2 separate regions of the Anser cygnoides genome follow, and region 2 is linked to region 1. The links are chromatin contacts, called in public Hi-C maps. All regions are on one chromosome and are shown on one strand. Each heading gives the region's core, a stretch centred on a gene start, on an enhancer-like site or on the middle of the called end of the contact. The rest is flanking DNA. Distances are from core to core; before and after follow the strand shown.

Region 1 (6,403 bases), core at 1,390-3,889:
CCCCGGGACTACCTGCCTGTCGTTTTCTCTCATGACGCCTGGTACATCATCTTCATGATCTTCTTCTCCATCTCCAACGGCTACCTGGCCAGCCTCTGCATGTGCTTCGGGCCCAAGTGAGTACAGGCTGGGGACGAGGGAAGAGCTGGTTACAGCTGCGGGTGCCCAATGCGCTCTGCCTCTCTCTCCTCCAAGCCCGGGGTTTGGAGGCAGGTGCTTGGAGCGAGGTGGGGTTTGTTCTTGGTGGCCTCCTGCCATGGAGGAACACAGCCTCTGCCTCCTCGGTGGCCTCCTCTTGCTTCTTAGCAGAGCTGATGCCAGGGCACGGGGTGTGTGTCCTGGGAAGGGGTCCGACACCTGTTTCTCCCCTAGGAAAGTGCTCGCCCACGAAGCGGAGACAGCTGGAGCAGTCATGGCGTTCTTCCTGGCGCTGGGCTTGGCCCTAGGAGCCTCCATCTCCTTCCTGTTCCAAATTCTCGTCTAGCAGAGGCACCCAGAGGGTGCAGGGACACCGAGATGGCTCCGCATCCTCCTCCGAGGCCCTGGACACCGCAGCGCTGTGGGGAGATAACACCTCACGCCTGCCCCTGCCAACTCACACTGCCATGGCAGATGTTACACCCAGGGACGGTTCCACTCCTCCAGGGTTGGCCTGGCTCCTGCCACGCTTGGCCTTGTGATGCCTTCAGGCCTATGTGCCTTCGCCTTCCCCGTGCTGTGTGTAAGACTCCTGGGACCTCGACGAGGTCCAGCCGCCTCCCGTGCTGCGTAACTCCCCCAGCTCAAGGCCAAAAACCATGCTAAACCTCCTCATCTCTGACAGGCGGAGTCGAAGGCTAGCATCCAGTGTTATTTCCCCTCTTGCCCCCATCCCTAAGGCCTCTAGTGGCTTGCTCCTCTCTCCTTCCAGCGTGCCTGGACGCATCCCATGCCACGCATCATCTCCTACCAGGGAGAACTGGGGCAGCAGGAGCTCCAGCCACACCCAGTAGCTCAAGGGACACCCGTGTGGTGTGACCGAGGGCCAACACCATGACTCAGTCTCCACGCTTCGCTTTCTCCCTCTCCTTGCCTTCGTTCCCTCCCCACAGATCCTGCTGTTATTTCCTTTCCGCCTCCCAGCCGTGTAACAAACAGGAGGTCCCACCTGCAAACAGGAGAGGGGGCAGCTCCCCCCCAGCTCCCTGCCTGCCTCTCCCCTCCCGTGTCTCTCTCAATGTACCCGTACATTGCCCATTTTCTATAAAAAGACTAAAACCTGTGTCCGTCTCTATCACCGCAGGGGCTTCCTCATAGCATTCTCCTTGAGAAACTGGCTGCTCGGGGCTTGGACTGGCGTACGCTTCGTTGGGTTAGAAACTGGCTGGATAGCCGGGCCCAGAGAGTTGTGGTGAATGGAGTCAAATCTGGTTGGAGGCCGGTCACTAGTGGAGTCCCCCAGGGCTCGGTACTGGGGCCGGTCCTCTTTAATATCTTTATCGATGATCTGGATGAGGGCGTCCAGTGCACCCTCAGTAAGTTTGCGAATGACACCAAGCTAAGTGCGTGTGTCGATCTGCTTGAGGGCAGGAAGGCTCTGCAGGAGGATCTGGATAGGCTGGGCCGATGGGCTGAGGTCAACTGCATGAAGTTCAACAAGGCCAAGTGCCGGGTCCTGCACCTGGGGCACAACAACCCCAAGCAGAGCTACAGGCTGGGAGATGAGTGGTTGGAAAGCTGCCTGGCAGAGAAGGACCTGGGAGTATTGGTTGATAGTCGGCTGAATATGAGCCAGCAGTGTGCCCAGGTGGCCAAGAAGGCCAACAGCATCCTGGCCTGCATAAGAAGCAGTGTGGCCAGCAGGTCTAGGGAGGTGATTGTCCCCCTGTACTTGGCTCTGGTGAGGCCGCACCTCGAGTACTGTGTTCAGTTTTGGGCCCCTTGCTACAGGAAGGACATGGACGTGCTCGAGCGAGTCCAGAGAAGGGCGACCAAGCTGGTGAGGGGTCTGGAGAACAAGTCTTACGAGGAGCGGCTGAGGGAGCTGGGGTTGTTCAGCCTGGAGAAGAGGAGGCTCAGGGGAGACCTCATCGCTCTCTACAGTTACCTGAAAGGAGGCTGTAGCGAGGTGGGGGTTGGTCTGTTCTCCTACGTGCCTGGTGACAGGATGAGGGGGAATGGGCGAAAGTTGCGACAGGGGAGTTTAAGGTTGGATATTAGGAAGTACTTCTTTACCGAAAGGGTTATTAAGCATTGGAACGGGCTGCCCAGGGAAGTGGTGGAGTCACCATCCCTGGAGGTCTTTAAAAGACGTTTGGATGTAGCCCTTAGTGATACCGTTTAGTGTAGGACTTGTTAGTGTTAGGTCAGAGGTTGGACTGGGTGATCTCCGAGGCCTCCTCCACCCTAGGTGATCCCGCGATGCTGTGAAGGAAGCACCCGAGGCCTGCGGGCGGTGAGGGGCTGCGAACAGCCGGAGCGCCCCCTGGCGACGCGGATCTCCCCCTGACAGGGCCGGCTCCGCCCCGGCCCCTCACAGCCCCCACAGGCGGCCGAGCCCCCTCAGCAGCGCGGGACCCACCCGCCCCCAACGGCCGCCCCCCGCCCTTCTGGAAGCCTCTGGAAGAGCCGCCGCACCCCCTCTCCCCTCGCCGTGCTCCTCCGCCGCCGCCCGCGGGAAGTAGTCCCTCGCCCCCCTCCCGGCCCGCCGCCGTTAAACGAGCACCGGGGAGGGGGGGGGCGGGCCACCGGCGGGACTGCCGCGCCGAGCCGGGTGAGAGCGGGGAGAGGAGGGCACCGCAGCGTCTGATGAGCCGTGAGGAGGGAGTGAGGGGTCGGGAGGCCGTGGCAAGGCTCCGCTGAGCGGCGGCGGGAAGCAGCGCCGGCCGTGGCCGTTTTAAGGCGGAGGGAGCCGCCGGCTGGGGCGGGGCGGCACCGAGCCTATAAAAGGGCGGCGGGGGGGCGGGGGCGGCTCCTTGCGGCGGACGATCGCGGCCGGCACGGTGAGGAGCGGGGCTGGGCCTTCCCTTCCCTTCCCTTCCCTTCCCTTCCCTTCCCTTCCCTTCCCTTCCCTTCCCTTCCCACCCCTAGCGCCCTGCGCTCCCCCCGCAGATGCCCGAGATGCGCGGCGAGGAGGAGGAGGCGGAGACGTTCGCCTTCCAGGCGGAGATCGCCCAGCTCATGTCGCTCATCATCAACACGTTCTACTCCAACAAGGAGATCTTCCTGCGGGAGCTCATCTCCAACGCCTCCGACGTGAGCAGCCCCTCGTCTGCTGGGGGCGTGGGGGAGGCTGGGGGGGGCCCTCTGGGGAGACCTGGGTGGCTTGCGAGGCTTGCGGCGGTGAGGGGAGGTGGGTGTTGGGCAGCGAGGCAGCAGGAAGCATCGCCTCCTCCCCTAGGCGCTGGACAAGATCCGCTACGAGAGCCTGACCGACCCCTCAAAGCTCGACAGCGGTAAGGACCTCAAGATCGACATCGTCCCCAGCCCCCGGGACCGCACGCTCACCCTGGTGGACACGGGCATCGGGATGACGAAAGCTGATCTCATCAACAACCTGGGCACCATCGCCAAATCCGGTACCAAGGCCTTCATGGAAGCCCTGCAGGTGGGTTATTTAGGGGTGTCCGGGATCCCAAAGGCCTGGGCGCAGTCTGGCATTGTTGTATAACCCCAGCCCTGCTGGCTTTCCGGCCGTGGGAGCTGCTGGCCTCCTGGAATGTGTTTTCCCACCTCTACAGTAGCAGGGAGGTGCTGAGGGTAGGGCTGGCTGCCTGCTGGCACTCGCTCCTTAATGTGTGCATACTGATGCAGTTCTTTGTTGGTTGAATCAGTTGCTCACCTTTTCTGTGTCCTTTCTACTCCATTAGTGTTTCTCCACCTCTACAGGCTGGTGCAGACATCTCCATGATTGGGCAGTTTGGTGTGGGTTTCTACTCTGCATACCTGGTGGCTGAGAAGGTTGTTGTCATTACCAAGCACAATGACGATGAGCAGTATGCTTGGGAGTCTTCAGCTGGGGGCTCCTTCACTGTCCGGACTGACCATGGTACGTGTCGGACAAAGCCAAGTGCATCTCTCTGCTAGGCATGACCCTTTCCTTGGTTCTCCATAGAGCTGGGCTGTCCTGTTAATCACTCTTGTTAATTTTGAGATATCAAGCAGCGGTTAGGCTCAAGGAGTTAGTCCCTGTTGTACTCTGCCCTTTAAAACAGTGCTCTGAGGCAAAAATCTTTGTCCTCTAACGCTACAGGTGAGCCCATCGGACGAGGCACCAAAGTGATCCTATATCTGAAGGAGGACCAGACAGAGTACTTGGAGGAGAGGCGAGTCAAAGAGGTGGTGAAGAAGCACTCTCAGTTCATCGGCTACCCCATCACGCTTTATGTATGTAAGAGAAGAACTGGGGGGACCCCGGGAAAGCTGGAGGAAGGAGTGAGGGGGGTTGAGAGGAGGAAGCAGCCAGAAAAGAGCAGCTTCCAGCTTGTATTGCTAGAGGTAAGATGAGGCTGGGGGCTCATTTTATTGGAGGTGAAACATTCAGCCACGCTGAATTGGTGCAGCTGGAGCTCATCCAGACCAGCCACAGAGAGAGGAGGGTTTATTGGCCTGCTATTCTCTTGACCAGTTCTTGGTTACATGGATACTGGAAGCTGAGTGCTGCTTTAGTGATGAGCTTTGTTTCCAGGTGTTGCATATGTTGGACCTTGCGTTACGCCCAGGAGAATACCTGTTTGTCTCATGGAGCAGGATTCCTAATAACGTGTGCTTGGTGCTAGACCTGGGCTCATGGTCTGATTTTCTTGTCCCTTCCTCCACAGCTGGAGAAGGAGCGTGAGAAAGAGATCAGTGATGATGAGGCAGAGGAAGAAAAAGGTGAGAAGGAAGAAGAGGATTCCAAGGATGAGGAGAAACCCAAAATTGAGGATGTGGGCTCTGATGATGAGGAGGAGGGAGACAAAAGCAAGAAGAAAAAGACCAAGAAGATTAAGGAGAAATACATTGACCAGGAGGAGCTGAACAAGACCAAGCCTATTTGGACCCGCAACCCTGACGACATCACCCAGGAGGAGTATGGCGAGTTCTACAAAAGCCTCACCAATGACTGGGAGGACCACCTGGCTGTCAAGGTGGGTCCTGGGCCACGCAGAGACAGGGGGCCCCTTCCCGGTGTGCACAAAAAGCCATCACTTGCGTTGTGCTTTGGTACAGAGCTGAGGGCTCCTGGGCCTCTTAGTGGTGCCCCAGCCTGCCCTGAGTCCTGCGGAGGCAGAGGGGTGGGCAGTGCCCCCCTAGAAGCAGGGCAGGGGAGTGGTGGGCCGTGGGGAAGTACGGCTTCTCTCTCCAGGGCAGCAGTGGGGCTGAAGAGGGAAATGCCAGCTGTTGGCACGCCGCAGTCCCTGCTGTGCCCCTCTGCTGTTCCCAGCGCTGAGGAGCGGCAGTTCAGCCTTGCCCTGTGCGGGTCCCAGGGGAAGGTGTTGAAGGGGGAGCACTGAGGCAGCTGTTTTTTTGTTCCTGGCCCCGCAGCACTTCTCCGTGGAAGGGCAGCTGGAGTTCCGGGCCCTGCTCTTCATCCCGCGCCGTGCCCCTTTTGACCTCTTTGAGAACAAGAAGAAGAAGAACAACATTAAGCTGTACGTGAGGCGTGTCTTCATCATGGACAGCTGCGATGAGCTCATCCCTGAGTACCTGAGTAAGAGCCCCCTTGCCTCAGCCTCCCAGCCTGGGCTGGGCCCCCTGCACCCTGTGGCACTGCTCCCAGTACAGGGCAGCTGGCTGAGGCACCAGCTGGTGTGGGGGCGCAGCAGCCACTGTCTTAGCACTTCTGGGGTGAAGCTGAGAGATCTTAACCTGACTTTTTTGCCTCCTTTACTCAGACTTCATCCGGGGTGTTGTGGACTCGGAGGACCTACCTCTGAACATCTCCCGCGAGATGCTCCAGCAGAGCAAGATCCTCAAGGTGATCCGCAAAAACATCGTGAAGAAATGCTTGGAGCTCTTCTCGGAGCTGGCAGAGGACAAAGAGAACTACAAGAAATTTTACGAGGCCTTTTCCAAGAATCTGAAGGTGAGAGCTAGGCAGCCTGCCCCTGAAGGAGGGAGGGCCCTGTGACCTGTCTGCCGCAGGAAGAAGGTTGTTCCAGTACCACGTCTTCTCTGCGTGGGGTGTTGGGGTAGAGGGGGGCGTCTCTAAAGTGCCCCGGAGAGCCTCTTTGTGTGCCTGGCCCCTTCAGCTGCCCTCAGCCTAGGACTGATAGGGTTAGGAGATGGTTGTGTCTCGGGGGGTGGCCCAGGTGTGTGCAAGTGCCATCCTGGGGACCACGTGGATCTTTTCTCTGCCCCCAGCTGGGCATCCACGAGGACTCGACCAACCGAAAGCGCCTTTCGGAGCTGCTGCGCTACCACACGTCCCAGTCAGGCGAGG
Region 2 (6,403 bases), core at 1,116-3,615, 89 kb before region 1:
CTGAGCATTGATCTTTGATGGAATTAAACTAGCAGTGGCAAAACTTCACAGTGCACAACGCTGCTCGCCTGGATGTGCAGGCAGGGAGCCACTCCGGCATCTCCCTGGCTGCCCAGAGCTGACCTGAGCCGGTGGGGGCAGACTGAAACTTGTGCCTTTGCAGTTACTCCTGTAAGCAGCTGGGGAACCATGCAAAAACATCCTCAGTTTTAATCCTGTGGAACCCTCGAGCAGGGACAGGACAGATGTAACTCACCCAGGAGGAGCGGGTGGGCATGGGCCTGCTTCCCAGTGGGCGTCTGCATGCGTTCACCCCAGCAGGACCCTGCCAAGGTGAAGGCCCAGCACCCGAGTGGCTGGCCAGCGCTGCCCAGGGCCTACGTCTGGTGATGTCCTGCGGTCCTGTTGTTAACACGATGTGCTCCAGCCAGGCCTTTGGGCTCCAGGCTATAACTGGACACGCATCAAGCCGTGGCTGAGGCTTTCTGGTAAAGCCACTGGGACCGCCCTCCCTGTGCCCCTTAGGAGGGGTGGAAGCTCAGAAATCGATCCGAGCCTCTTAATCGTCCTCTCCAGTCCATTTGGAGCTGGTAAGTGCGATGGCATAGAGGATGGATCCAGGAAATGACAAAGGGGAAAGGAGCCAGGAGGTCCATTACCCTCTTGGTGGGATGGGAGGTGTGCTGAGTGTTTGAAGGCAGGAAAGCAATAGCTTTCTCTGAGAAGGAGAGGAAAATGCGAGGTTCTAAAAATGAGCCTGGCATGGAGAGACAGCTGGGCTCAGCCAGGAGGGAGGAATGGAAAATGCGGTGGTGGCTTTAGGAGGAGCCAGGAGCTGGCACTGGTTGTTCTGCCTGGATGGGCTTCAAGGCTCTGATCCGCCACCATATGGATGCTCAGTTCAGCAGCATCACTGCGGGGTCTGTTTCTAGCTGCCTGGTGGGGGTATGCCTTGGGCAGCAGAGAGTGCTTCTTGCCTTCTGCTGCTCAGGAGCCTAGCTCCTGGACAATATCCCAAAACAAGAGGTGGTCACGTGTGCCTGGGCTTTGTAACCCCTCTCCCACCCAGCCCTGCTTTGAGACCCGTAACAAACTTTGTTGTGCTCGTCTCTGCCTGCCGCCGAAGGCAGTCAGATGTCCTTGCTGCCTACATCCCCTGAAATCCCATTCCTCTCTCCGTGGGGGTGGCAGGGTGGCAGCTGGGGGCTGTGCTTGCCAGAGGCCCACCAGCCAGCAGCGTCGTGGTCCCTCTGCAGGAGACAGGCACTGCCTGAGCCCCCCTGTCACAGCCCCGTAGCAGCCAGCAGCCCTCCATCGAGCTTCTGGAAGAAGGTCACGGGCTGTCGGGAGGCTTTTGGAGACCCCACATTAAAGCAGGTGTTGAAGACCATATGGCACTCGGTGCTTCCAGAGCCTGGAGCACGCTGAAAGGGGATGTTCGTGCTCTTGTGTGGTGGATCTAATCAACAGGAAGATCTACCCAGAGCTTAGGGGTCTGATATAAAAAATATATATACTGAGCATGCCCTCGAGTATGATCCCATTGGTGAGGGAGCTGCAGGTGATCAACCACAGGTCACCCTTCCACTGTCTCCTGATCCTCCCATGACAGGAGGGGGATCCAGAGCGCTCATGCTCCCTTGACTCATCTCACTTCCACCGAGAGAGCGCTTGGTGTTGGTAAACAGCGTGTTATAAATAGGTGGCTGATGCTATATTGGGAGCTTTGCCTGCTGTCGAGCGCAGGCGTCGCAGGACCTGGGCCTGGGCGCCGTGAGCACGGCTGTGGTGTGATGAGGCCGCAGTGGGCACGGCTGGGAAGCTGCCTGAGCACCAGCTCTGCTCCACCTGGCCCTGGAAAGGTGTCCCCAGCCCTGCTGATGTGTGGATGGGGGCACTGCGGAGACCTGAAAGTGAGCGGGATTCAGCAGGAAGGAGTGATGTGCACGTGGCTGCTTCGGGCTGCAGGTGTTTAATGCGGAGACAAGGATGCCACAATTTGCAGTAGCGGGGTAAAGCTTTGGGCCCAGTCACACATGGGTGTCCCTACACGTGTGCCGTTTTCAGATGAAACTCAAAACCCACAGCATTGCCAGGACCACGGATGTCTGATGACCTGCTGTAAGCAGGAGGTGACACGCGGGTGTAAGTGCAACGTGGAGCCCAGCAGGGTCAACCGTGGCCCCAGCGTTGCACCCTGCCCTCCGCCCCACGTGCGGCGGCTGGCCCTGATTCCCCTACTCGGGATTCCTCGGAGGCTTTGATCGGGATGCCAGTCAGGTGGCATCAGAGCAGGGCAGGCTGCCAGGGGGGAAATTCCAGCCTTGCTGCTTGCTTACGGGGCTGTGGCGCGATTACCCTGACAGGCCTCGAGCACAAACAAGCGGGCAGCTTGGCGGCGGCCGGCCGGCCTCACGGGGGAGGCTGGAGGAGGTGCTGCCCTCCTGCCTCCTTGTACTTTTCCACGGCCTGGTTTAAGGCAGGTAAACCTGCCTGGTGCTCTGCTGGAGTGTCGGGCTGGCCCCTCGGAGCCATGAGGGCGCCTAGGAAGCGCCAGGCTAAAGGCCCCCTGGGAGCATGCTGACTGGTTTGTGAGGCGAGGCGGTGGTGCTGTGCCTTCTCCATTGACAAAATGTCCTTTAAATGGTTCCTACCTTACCTCTGGTGAGTGGCACGAGTCTTTCTGCACGGTGATCTGGAAAGGGCGTGCTGGGAGGACTGTCATCCATCACACAGTAATGGAGCTCTGCGCTTCGTGTCTGGAGATCGCCTTCCCAGCAAGAGGTTTTGGGGGGGTGGTTTTTTTCCTTTTCCGTTGTTTGTTTTTTTTTGTGGAATACCTATGGGGTATTTTGGAAAAAAAAAAAGGCTCTATAACAGCAACAGAAATGCAAAGGCCGTGTTTGTTGTGTGTGGCAGCGTTTGCCAAGAGCCTGATAAGCCCTGACGCTAACGCTGATGATGTGTAGCGAGTCTGGCAACAAGGTTCAAGCGTGTCCCGGTATGCAAAAATGGGACAGCTACGAGGATGTCTGAATGTTTGTTGATTTAAGTGGGGTAAACTGAATTTCATCAGAACAGTTGGCGCTTCTCGAACTGCCGTGTTTATTTAAAAACAAAGAAAGCTCGCTTTCCTCTTCTGCTGCAGACAGTTTGAACGCCATGGGAGGCAGCCGTGCTGGAAGGTAATGGGAAATGAGAGGGTAGGCCAGGGAGAGGGGACAAGGCTTTAGGTGTTTGGCCCCACTGTGACTGAAACAGTGCTCTGTGACCTCTCAGGGTATGAACACAAAGGCAGCATGTGGCAGTTGTCGCTGTAAAGTGTACCACAGGAACCTATTTCTCATCATCAGAGACAAATTCTGGTTAAGCTACTTGATCTTTGCTGCCTCTACCATGAGATGCTCGACTGGGGCTGGGCTGATAACCAGTACACGTAGCCTGGGGTCAGTGAATGGTCTTGGAAAACAGCTGGTGCTTGAAGCAGAGCACAGTGCTCGAGTCTGTCCCTTTTTAGGCAAACACTTTAATTTAGCTGTGTGTTTAAGTTGTGATCACTTCAGTGAGAGCATTTCAAGATAAGTGTGTACTTAGGAGCTTTCCTGAGCAGGGGTGATTTCTTTTGCATGAGGATCCTTGGAGAAATATCTTCACAAGCATTAGCCCGTACGGCTGCCAAGGCTAGATTTGTGTTGGGAGAAATACTGAACAGCAACCTCATCTGGGTTATTAATTAGTAATTAAACTCTGAATGCCATTATCCATTAATTGTTGCTATACTCCTGCTACTGTGATGCGTTTGGGAAGGCCAAACTTTACTCCTAAAAGGAAAACTCTGGAGGGATTGTTTGCTGGTCTGTCATGTTGCATTAGAGGCCGCAGCTGCAGCTTCAACAGGTGATTTGTCATTTCGTGTAGTTGTCCTGTTGCGGTGTGTTGTCCTGATTCAGAAACGAGAGATGGAACAGCACGATCATCCTCTCCAGCATGCCATCCGGCAGTGATCAGCCTCCTTCAGGTCAAGTCAGGATTTCAGTGGTCTTGGTATGTGCGAGAAGGGGCTGTGGGCAAGAGGAGCCCGTGTTACCACCTGCAAGCCTTCGATGGACTTTCTTAGGTTTGATATTTGCCTTTGTGGAGCTGTGCTCCGCGTAAACAGTGACTCAAAGTGGCTTTGCCCAATTAAAGTACCATTTCTTTGTTTATCCTAACGTTGAGATAGGACTCCAGATGACACAAGGCTTGCGCTGCTGCGCCTCGCCTAAAATTCAGTGCCCTTCTTCAAGCCTAAGCAACCGCTTTATCTCCCACACCTTTATCTGCGGCTCTGGGAGCCGGGCTGCTTGCCTTCAAGTGCCACTTCTGTGTCCCTGCTCTTGGCCGGGTGCCGTCAGCTCCGTGCCCAGCGCCCGACCGGCACTTTGTTCCCTGTGTTCCCAGGCTGGGCCCGGCTCCTCTTGCCAAGCCCAGAGGGTGGAGAGAGGCCGGTGAAAAGAACAGCCCGCTCAGCATCTCTCACGTGCTGCTGGCTGGCTGCGGGCCCAGCGTCCCCAGCCTGGCGCGTGTGCGTGGCTCCTGGCTACAGACCCCTGCCCGGCAGTCCGAGATCTACCCGAAAACTCAAAAGGAGGTGTCCAACCCTCGTGCTGCCCAGCAGGTGCAGGGGTTTCCCTGTCTGTGGTGTAGGCCCCTCTGGCAGCGGCAGAGCAAGCATCCTGCAGAAGAGGAACCAGGACGTCTTCCAGCACTGACACACCGAGAGGGGCCCAGCTGTCCATCTGCAGCTGTGTGGATAAGGGCTCGGGGACAAGGGTGAGTCTCAAGGCTGTGTTTAGTGTCCACCTCGCTCTGCTATGACCTTTGTTACTTACTCAGCTCGCAGCAGGAACTCAGAATTGGTTGTCTAGCCCTGCCCCGTGGACCGTGCAACTTCTCTTGCCTTCCCTGATGAGTTCAGTAGCTGCTGAGGCAGGGTATGTGCGGGGAACGATGTGTCGTAAAACCTCAAGGATTTCCCAGTGTCTCCGTGTCCCGGGTTGGACGTTCTCATGGCCAAGGTCACCTTGCTGCGTGTACCAGGTGCTGTGTCAGCACTGAGCTTTCCCCACTGGATGCAGAGTGCCGGTTCCTGGATGTTCTTCTCTAACTGTCCTGGCTTGCTGGCCGCATCCAGACCTCTCGCTGGGAGGGCCCTTTGCTGATGTCGGCTGTTGTTGAGGAACAATTGACTTCATTCCTCCTTTGGCTTTGGCTGCTGAACCTCTTATCAGCGTGCAGCTGTGATGAGAGCTCGGCTCCGCGTGCCGCAGGGCTGCGATTACGTTGCCCTTTGTTGCCTGCCCGCACTGGAGGTCCTTTGTAGACCAACCCTGCCAGGCAAGCACTACTCTAGCAGTGCAGCGAGGAAGAGGTGAGGCCATCCCTGCCCGCAACCACTCAGAGCTGCAGTCTGTGTAAGGACCACGGAAAAGGGCTGATGCAGCAGCACATCCTGCCAGCCCCTGGGGAGGCAGCTCTGACAACTGAGATGTTCCTCGGCGTTGCGCGGTGACTTGCATCACTGAGGGTTTCCTTGGTGGAAGTGCTGATCGCCCTGTAGGTAAGGGCTTGCAATTGTGCCCAGCGGACAAAATTCCTGTGTATTTGAGCTCAGCGCTGCAAGGAGGTAGATTTCCTGCCATGCAGAAGTGAGGAGGAGGAAACAGTGAATGTGACCTTGAGAGACTAGCTCAGAAACCTGGTTTTAGGAAAGAGAGATCCTGCACTTCAGGAGGGAAAGCTGGGTGCGGATGAGAATATCCAGTCTGTGAAGACTGGTAGGGGACAGATACAGGGCACGAGGGAAGGCAGATATGTTAATGCTCCCCTAGGGAGAGGATTAAGATCAGAGATAAACAGGAAGCTCCAAGACAAGGTGAGCTTACTGATGAACAAAGGAAACGGGGATGAGAGGTGCAGAGCTTCTGCTAAAAATGTGAACCTGTGCAAAACTGATGAGATGGCTTTTGATCACTTAAATTGAGGAGGGATGTTAAAATTCAGAGTAAGAGACCACCAGGGAGATCTGTGTTTCAGCCAAGCCAGATGTGATGCACCTGAACAGTTCAGCTTTTGAGCACTGTGAAGGAGAAGTGGCATTTGTGCAGCAAAGATCCCCGATAAGTATTCATTCTCCCCCAGAGAAATGAAACAGCCCGTGTGCTACTGGGATCCATAAACCAGAAGGTGTTTTGGGGGGCTTACGCATATAAGCATAGCACCAAGGAGCTCCCAAGCAGGGCTTGGTCACCCCATGGCCACAGCTCTGCAAAATACGCAGCGAGAAGTCCGGCGCCTCATCAGTCTCACCGCTAAACGTGCGTTGCGTTTGCTGTATCACATCGAGCATATGCTTGCAGGAAAT

What was found. A called contact is a pair of places that touch in the nucleus more often than the background predicts.
Region 2: a contact with region 1 is called in a Hi-C map of liver, with 4 times the contacts expected there. The contact joins the enhancer-like site here to the promoter of HSP90AB1 in region 1. A contact is called at or near these places in 2 of 7 Hi-C or Micro-C datasets (both in liver).

The regions. Positions count from the first base shown.
Region 1 is chr3:33,828,851-33,835,253 of Taihu_goose_T2T_genome, reverse strand. It overlaps HSP90AB1 (heat shock protein 90 alpha family class B member 1), which reads left to right and starts at 2,639. Exons shown (of 12, transcript XM_066993843.1): 1 at 2,639-2,752; 2 at 3,091-3,234; 3 at 3,380-3,586; 4 at 3,868-4,027; 5 at 4,232-4,365; 6 at 4,800-5,108; 7 at 5,506-5,671; 8 at 5,856-6,046; 9 at 6,325-6,403. The coding sequence starts at 3,091. It overlaps SLC29A1 (solute carrier family 29 member 1 (Augustine blood group)), which reads left to right. Exons shown (of 14, transcript XM_048080133.2): 13 at 1-116; 14 at 373-1,261. The coding sequence ends at 484.
Region 2 is chr3:33,917,488-33,923,890 of Taihu_goose_T2T_genome, reverse strand. All of the region lies in intron 1 of TMEM63B (transmembrane protein 63B), which reads left to right. Among named protein-coding and RNA genes, the nearest start is that of MRPL14, 9.5 kb to the left of the region's middle. Within about 2 kb of position 2,365, at least 2 of the 3 cell types and tissues checked have open chromatin away from gene starts, as enhancers often do. A contact at or near this core is called in liver, where this site is marked.